Regions from separate parts of the Oryctolagus cuniculus genome. Here region 2 is linked to region 1. The links are chromatin contacts, called in public Micro-C maps. All regions are on one chromosome and are shown on one strand. The core of a region is the stretch at or near the end of the contact, and the rest is flanking DNA. Distances in the headings are between cores, read along the strand shown.

Region 1 (4,066 bases), core at 423-2,922:
TCATGTAGGAGACAAGAGAACTGAAAAAGAACTGCTAACTCGTAAGGCTAACTCTTAGTTGTCTGTCTGTACAGTGTGCTTTACTGAGCTTTTGCGTTCTAAGGCTTTCTTGGAGGAATAAAGTCCTGCAACGCCGCCTGTCTGTGGACCCAGGAAAAAAAATATGAACTGTTATTATGAAACCAGATCACTAGGACAAATCAAGACGCCTTCCTATTCCAACTCACCATTACCAAGCCTGGCTCCAAAGCAGACCGGCTTGGCTGTCTATCCCATATTATTTGGGAAACAACAGCCCCTAGCTTAATTCTTTCTCCATTAAGGAGGTATTTGAAAATGGATAGGTATGTATATGTGAGAAATAGTTTTCATCCACTCAGTTGCTCATAAATATATGTGGATATAAGAACGGTTCATCCAAAATCCCTGAGATATCGAGAAAGTGAAGGTTACTTCGGCAGTCACCATAGTTATAAAAAAAAAAAAAAAACTGCTGCAGAACAGTATGGAAAAGTACAGGTTCTCACGTGTCTCTCACATACACAAATACTTAGCTCTTGAGTCCCTTACAACCTTACCTCCACTCCTCCCCTCCTCTGCACCCCTCCATCTCACAACTGGGAGAAAGGTATCAACCCCCTGCTGGCTCCCAAGAGACTCATCTACCTATTATCTTACCCCTCCCGTTTTGGTCCCGCCCCCGCCCCGGGAATGAGCTGGCCCTACTGGCCCCAGCGGAGCCCCCACCCCCACCCCACCCCCCACCCCGCCCGGGTGTGCAAATCAAGAATCAATTCCCTCCATCCTTCCCCGTGGGAACCATCCCACGATAACACGCTGTTCCCCAACTCTGTGGACTCCGGGTCCCTCCCACCCCCACGTGTCAGCCACCCTCACCCCCCCCCCCCCCGCAACGCTCCCACACTTCACGATTCAGGCCCTGAAAAGCAAGCGGGCAGTCGAAAGCTTGGTCCCTAACCGAAATCGCCCCTCTGGACTCGGCCCCACCGCCAGTCCCCTCCCACCTTCGGCCCCTATCCTTTAAGGTCCCTTCCTCCCTCCATCCTGGGAACCCAGGCCCTTGCCTCAGAAACCTCCTCTTCCTCGTCGTCGTCGTCCTCTTCTTCCTCGCTGTTGTTGCTGCTGGTGCCGCCGCCGCCACCTCCTCCTCCGCCGCCGCCGCCTCCACCGCCGCCGCTGTTGTCGCTGTCGCTGCTGCTTTCGCTGCTGCTGGGGGGTCGGCAAGTCCGGTTCCGCTTGGCCTTGTGGTGTTGCTGCTGCGGCGGCTTCTTCTTCAGGAGCAGGTCGCAGACTCGCACCATCCCACGAGGAGACGAGGCCGAGCGAACCCCACTGCCGCCGCCGACGCCGCCGCCGACCTCCGCCGCCGCCGCCGCCGCCGCCACGGGGGGGCCCGCCACAGCCGCCACCGCCGGGGGGCTCCCTTCTCCCTCCGCCGCCGCCGCCGCCGCCGCCACCGGAACCGTCGCCTTCTCCATCCCCAGGGAAAGAGGGAGGGCGCGGACGGGGGAGGGGCGTGGGGGCTACGCTCTACCGCGACTTCGGCCGCACCGGGGCCGACACAGCACTCGGTGCCGCCTCCGCCGCCACCGCCTCGGTCACCTCTACTGCCGCCGCCGCCGCCGCCGCTCCGCCAGCTCTCACCTCGTCTCGCGATACTAAGGGCGGGGAGCCTGACGATGGGAGGGAGGGAAAGGGAGGGAGCGTGAGGGAGCAAGGAGGGGGAGGTGAGGCGCCGAGGGAGACGGGGAGACCTAGAGAAGGAGAGACTGAGAAGACGCGGGGGAAGTGTTCTCAGGGCGCCTGCCGAAGGCGGGCGGCGGGGACGGAGGGGGAGCCGCGGTTACTGCCGGAGCGCTCGCGAACGCCCGGGTTTCTTCTCTTTCCTCGCTACTTCCCCCACACACTGCCCTGCAGCCCTCCCTTCTTCCTTCCTGGCTTGTGACTAGAACGCAGCCGCAGGCGGAAGTGCGAGTGACGCCATCAGCCGTCGCCTGAGCGATGGCGCGCGAGCGGCCGAAAGGCGAAAGTGAGATTTCCAGGGCCGCGGCCGGGAGCCTTCGCGCGCGTAGCGCTGCGGTGCGTGGGGCGGGCCCTGGGCCGCGGGGGAAGCGGGTGCGGAAGCGCAGGCCGGACACTTTGTTAGCGGGAGTCCGGGGCCACCGGATCCGGGAGGTGGGGCCTCGTTCTGCACTGCTGCACGTAGTTTCATTCCTGGCCATTTTCTTCGCCGCCAAATCGAAAGTTAGAGCTTTGGCTCTTGAGACATGGCCTCGTGTAAGAGAAGGAAGCCTTCTAGCCTAAGTTTAAGTCTTGACTCATAGACTTCCTGAACCTGAGTTTACACACGTGTTGTATGACGGAAGTGGACTAGACGTCTAAAATAACTATAGCCCTAAAGTTTGCAAAGAGGAGAAGGTTGAGGGAACTGAGCCAGACTCAGAGGAGATGCACTAAGTGACCCCGATCTAGCTGTGCACTCCTTGCAGGTACAAATTTCGTCTGTGACGTGAGCGTCGTAAATAATCACCTTTTTTTGGGGGGAATGAAAATGGGGGACAGGGGAATGTAGCTTGTGAGTTTATTTTTTAAGTGTCTGAAGAACTTGCAGGACTTGTGAAACCGATAGTGTAGCTTATTGAACTCAGAATTATCCGTTTCTGGTCTAGTGTGAGTACGGTGGCATAAGGAAAAAGCAGCAAACATCAAAGACAGATGTACTGGCACAAGATAGAAAGTATGTCTCAACTGACAGAGTTGCCATTTTAAGACTGCTAAATTTAGCTGAGTGTGCTCGGCCTTTTTTTTTTTTAAGCATTTTTCTTCTTTTTAGCACTGGCATACCACATGAAATGTGGACAGTTGCCAGTACTCTACAGAGTACCATAGCAGAACTGGCAATGACTAAATCAATTCATTGAAGCAAAAATTCTTCATTTGCCTACTGTGTGCCTAACTCATGAAATCAAAGTCTGTTTCCAGAGGCTTTACCCTGTAATAAGTACTATAGTAAATATGGATATAAAATGCTAACCAACTACCTGGCCTTTCCTACAATGGTTGTTGAATTCCAGTGTAGAAAAGAACACTACATTGTGTATCTTACAGATTTAGGTTCTGTAATTTCAGCTGAATCCCTCTTCAGCACTTTTTTTCTCCCTTTTCATCAGAATACTTCTTACAGTATGTAAATTCCAGCCCCATTTCATTATATAACTTTACTTCAAATGTCAAGACAAGATTGAAATCATTAATATCAAGCACAAATTCCTTCCATTGTCCAAGTTCTAGAAATATTCTGATCTTTCCTTTTTTCTAGTGTCAGAGGAATGTGAAATTGTTTACTCTTATGTAAGATTAACCTTCCATCTACATTCTAGTTTCATTCTCCCTCTCACCCTTACATGTATTATCTTTTCTGTTTTTAGGCCTCCAAAAATTCTGGTTCCTTTTATCATCCTTCTGTAGCTTTCACTCTATTTTCTTTCCTGTATAAACTTTCTTTAAAGTAGTCTCTGTTTAGAAACTCTTTGGTTCTCCGAAATGAGCTCAGCAACCTCTGCATTATAACTTCCGTACCTATCACGCTAGCAAAAATGGTTTCTTTAACAGAATCCCATTACTTGGAAGAAAATCAGTCCTTGCTCTTTTGAATAATGGGACTGTTAGGATAAGGACAAATAGGATAAGATAAAAACTGCTAGACCAGACATTGCCACTGGAGTGACTTTCTGTTATTGTTAGACAGCATTAATTTTCTTTTAGGACTGACCAGGCAGTCATGAAACTTAATTCTTCCTAGACACACTGTTAAACTAAATTTTGCAGTTTACCTGGTAGTTAGTTATGGTCATGTGTTAAGTTCTGGTCTATGAAGTATGTTGGAAGTGATATGCTCATTTGCTGTCTTAAAGAAATCTTAACTTTCCTTATTCTTTCTCCATCAGTTTGATACCAAGTGAACATAATGACCTTAAAAATTAAGTATCGGAAATCCTAGAGCCAGAAGAGAGAAGGAACATGAGTGACTAAACCACTATTGAGA
Region 2 (4,066 bases), core at 1,050-3,549, 190 kb before region 1:
TCTGTGTGCGGCGTAAGGTTTTAGTGGTGCGTTTGCATTAGCAGTTTTCAACTCTACCTGCAACCTTTCTCTTCCCTGTATTGGGCTATAAATAGCAAGTCTTACAGTAAGGGTAACGTACCATCACCTGATTTAAGAACTGTCACTGGGGCCGGCGCTGTGGCACAGCAGTTTAAGCTGCCGCCAGCATCCCTTACGGGCGACCTGACTGTAGCACTTCCGATCCAGCTATCTGCTAATGCACCCGGGAAAGAACTAAAGGATGGCCCGAGTCGTTAGGCCCCTGCACCCACCTAGGAGGCCAGGAAGCTCCTGGCTCCTGGCTTGATCTGGCCCATTGGGGGCATCTGGGGAGTGAACTAGAAGATGGAAGATCGGTCTCTCCCTTCAAATAAAACTTAAAACAACAAAAGTCCTTTGCACTTAAAAAGAATTATCACTGGCAGAACAAATTTTTTAAGAGTATATTGTTTGAATACATATTGTAATACTTTTCAGCTATTAAAAATGAAATCCTGTCTTTTGCAACAAAATGGATGTAACGGAAGACCATTATACTTAGTGAAATCAGACACAAAAAGACAAATGTTTTCTCTGATTTGTGCTCATCTAATAGAGTACAAAAAAGGCTTAATGCGTTAGTGAAACTGACATCTTCTGATTTATCATTTATAGCCTGTTACTCCTGAGGAAGTCATCTTTTTACTTGAACTCTTTAGTGTAGCATTAAGCCTGTGATTATCAGGTAAATGGAAAATGCAGTTTTGCAAAAATTAAAAAAAGGAAGGAGGAGGAAAGGAGGGAGAGGAGGGAAGTATCATGTTCTTAGAATTTTATCTGTGAGGGAGTTGGTATTGTGGCATAGTGGGCTAGGCTGCCACGTGTCCTACCAACATTCCTGTGAGCACCTGGTCCAATGCCAGCTGTTCCACTACCAATCCAGCTTCCTGCTAACACGCCTGGGAAAGCAGCCTCAGATGGCGCAAGTGCCTGGGCCCCTGCACCCACATGGGAAACCTGGAAGAAACTCCAGGCTTCAGGGTTTTGGATTGGCCCACTTTCTGCTGTCGTGGACACATAGGGAGTGAACCAGCCGATGGAAGACCTTGCTGTCTCTCCTTCCCTCTAACTCTGCCTCTTAAATAAATGATTTAAAAAATTGTTGTTTAAGCCACCAGGTCAATATTGTTTCAGCAGAGTGAATTAAGAGTGCTCAAAAGTTTAATACAGGCTATTATCATCATAAAGTCATTTAGATTTCTCATTCCCCAAATATGCCTTCTGAACTTTTTCAAAAAATCTTTTTGTGAGTAATTGTTAAAATTATCCCTTGGAATCAGATTTACTTTTCTTTTTCTTATTTTTTTCAGGCATTACTTTTTAAAACTAATGTTATCTAGAAATAGCTGTTCTCCTTCTTTATTGGAAAAACTTCTTTCAACTTTTTTTTTTTTTTTTTTTTTTTTTTTTTTTTTTTGACAGGCAGAGTGGCCAGTGAGAGAGACAGAGAGAGAGAAAGGTCTTCCTTTGCCGTTGGTTCAGCCTCCAACAGCCGCCGCGTCTGGAGCACTGTGCTGATCTGATGGCAGGAGCCAGGTGCTTCCTCCCAGTCTCCCATGTGGGGGCAGGGCCCAAGCACCTGGGCCATCCTCCACTGCACTCCCTGGCCACAGCAGAGAGCTGGCCTGGAAGAGGGGCAACCGGGACAGAATCCGGTGCCCCAACTGGGACTAGAACCCAGTGTACCGGCGCTGCAAGGCGGAGGATTAGCCTAGTGAGCCACGGCGCCGGCCCTTCTTTCATCTTAATATTCAAGAGTCAAACATGTGGAGTTGGCATTTATTTTTCAAAAATATTAATTCACTTAAAGGCAGAAGTATAAAATGAATTTTCTTATGACACAGCTGTTTGTCCTGTAGTTTATTTTTGTATATTTCTGCAATCATGGTATGCAACATACTAAGTATATTAATGCACTAATTTGTTCATCTTAAATTCCAGCCACTTGCGTTAATCAAATGCAGTGACTTAACTACACATTTATCAATGAGGTGGTATATTAAGATATTGAGGGGCCCATACCTAATATTAATATTTAAAGTGTAAGGTAATCTGGGTAGATGTATTTATCTAAAATAAAAATACATTGAGAGAAGGGAGTACTGAATCTCTTCTTGCAGTGATTAAAATGAATAAACTGGTTTGTTTTTAATCATTCTGAAATAATCCTGATTTTAAAAGTGCCAGACCTGTGGGAATGAACACTTTTGAAAACCAGTAAAGTGAAAATATTTTGAGTAAATCAGAGTATCTGAAGAGGTTTTGTGATTTTGAATCTCTCCATTTAGTCTAACACTTTGTACTGTTTTTAATGAGTGAATATAATGTATAAAATAATTGTTATAACTACTATGAAATGTTAATATAGTTCATTTGAATCAAAGGACAGATGTAGTACTGTTTATGTGATGAATAAGACAGGATAAGTTGAAACGTAATTTATTCTTCTACCAGAGAATGAAAATGACTATTAGTAATTTACCAAAAAATTAATTTTCATTTACTAAAATCAGACTGTGAAAATGTTATGCTAAAATTTATATGTTGAAAAGGCATGAAATGGGAGACTTTCTTGGAACTGGGAAATAGTCATCTCTGAAATGGAATGCTTGGTTTAAAGAGATTATACAATAACTGGGGCATTAGTTATTTTTGGATTTACCTTGTGAACTAACCCAAGTATTATTTCTGAGAGTTAAATCACTCCTTAAAAAAGAATGACAGAATATAAATACATCATGTAGTCTGCATATACACAAATACTTTCTTTCAAAATAGAAATAAAAAGACCTGTATGGTCTTTAAAAATTAGGTTTTTTTATTGTTCAAATAAAAATGCACTGCATTACATGGGAATATAAAAAATGTCTTTGAAAAATGTCCCTAGTACGGGCTTCTAACACCATGGTATTGTACTTTTAACAAGCCTGACCCCAAAATTTAAATATGTTTTCCAATTTATATCCTCTTGCCCCACAGTTTTAAAGTAAAAAAAAGTTCCCAAGGTTCAGTTTAGTGAAACATCACAAATAAGATTCTGTAAAAAGTATGAAGTGGTATCTGTTCTCTAGCAGGGTTATCTTAAATAGTAATATAAAATCCTGGTTATTAACACAGGAAAGAATTAGGCCAAAGATATGGCAAAAGTCATATACAGAATACTCTGTTAAATAAAGTTATACTACTTTCTTAGTAAAGTGCTAGACTTTTACTTCATAGCTATATTTTTATAGGGTATTTTTTAGCTTTTCCTTTATATTTGGGAATATTAATCAAAGATAAGTAAAAACCCACATTATGTATTTTAAACCACCTCCTAAATTAAAAGATATGAATGTGTTGTTTACAACTTCTGGATATGTTTGAGAATTTGCCTTTTTATTTTTTACTCAGTCTACAGACTGAAGAAATCCATTTCATTTATTTGAAAAGTTAAGAAACCATACTGTCAAAACTGGATACTATCTCTGAATTTTAGTTAATATTTATGTTTTATCAGTGTGGAGTTTGTGTCTAACTTTTAAAAAAAAGACGAATTGATATATATATTACTTCACTTTCATGCTTGCTTACTTTTGTGTTTCAACCATATAATTTATTTTTCCATATGAGACAGGGTAGGACACATATTCTTGGATACATTACCATTTATTGTTTCAAGTGGATGGAATATATAAATCCCACTGAGCAGTTTAGTGTGGCCCTGTATCTTACATAAACAGGTTAAATGGAGACTTTATACTGTAATCTGTGTATTCATGAATTTACCATAAATTGTCATAATGACAAATGCAAGCTTTATTACTTGGCCCAAGGTAGCTGTTGATCCTTTTCATTGATAATATACAAGTGTAGAGAGCCAGAAGTGTTTCAAACTGAGAAAAGAAATAAGATACTTCCCACTAAATTACTGAAAAATGAAATTTTTATGTTGACTCTTGATGACTGGAAAGCCAATGTTAAGAATCAATATTATCCAATATAAAATAGTACACTGAATTAATAA

The links. A called contact is a pair of places that touch in the nucleus more often than the background predicts.
Region 2: a Micro-C map of ear pinna shows a contact between it and region 1, with 10 times the contacts expected there. The contact joins the promoter of COX18 here to the promoter of ANKRD17 in region 1. A contact is called at or near these places in 3 of 6 Hi-C or Micro-C datasets (ear pinna, psoas muscle and an unstated tissue).

The regions. Positions count from the first base shown.
Region 1 is chr8:92,364,898-92,368,963 of mOryCun1.1, reverse strand. ANKRD17 (ankyrin repeat domain 17) reads right to left here and starts at 1,672. Exons shown (of 33, transcript XM_051820224.2): 1 at 1,086-1,672. The coding sequence starts at 1,499.
Region 2 is chr8:92,554,509-92,558,574 of mOryCun1.1, reverse strand. COX18 (cytochrome c oxidase assembly factor COX18) reads right to left here and starts at 2,299. Exons shown (of 8, transcript XR_011378400.1): 1 at 1-2,299. It overlaps ANKRD17 (ankyrin repeat domain 17), which reads right to left. Exons shown (of 33, transcript XM_051820224.2): 33 at 3,690-4,066.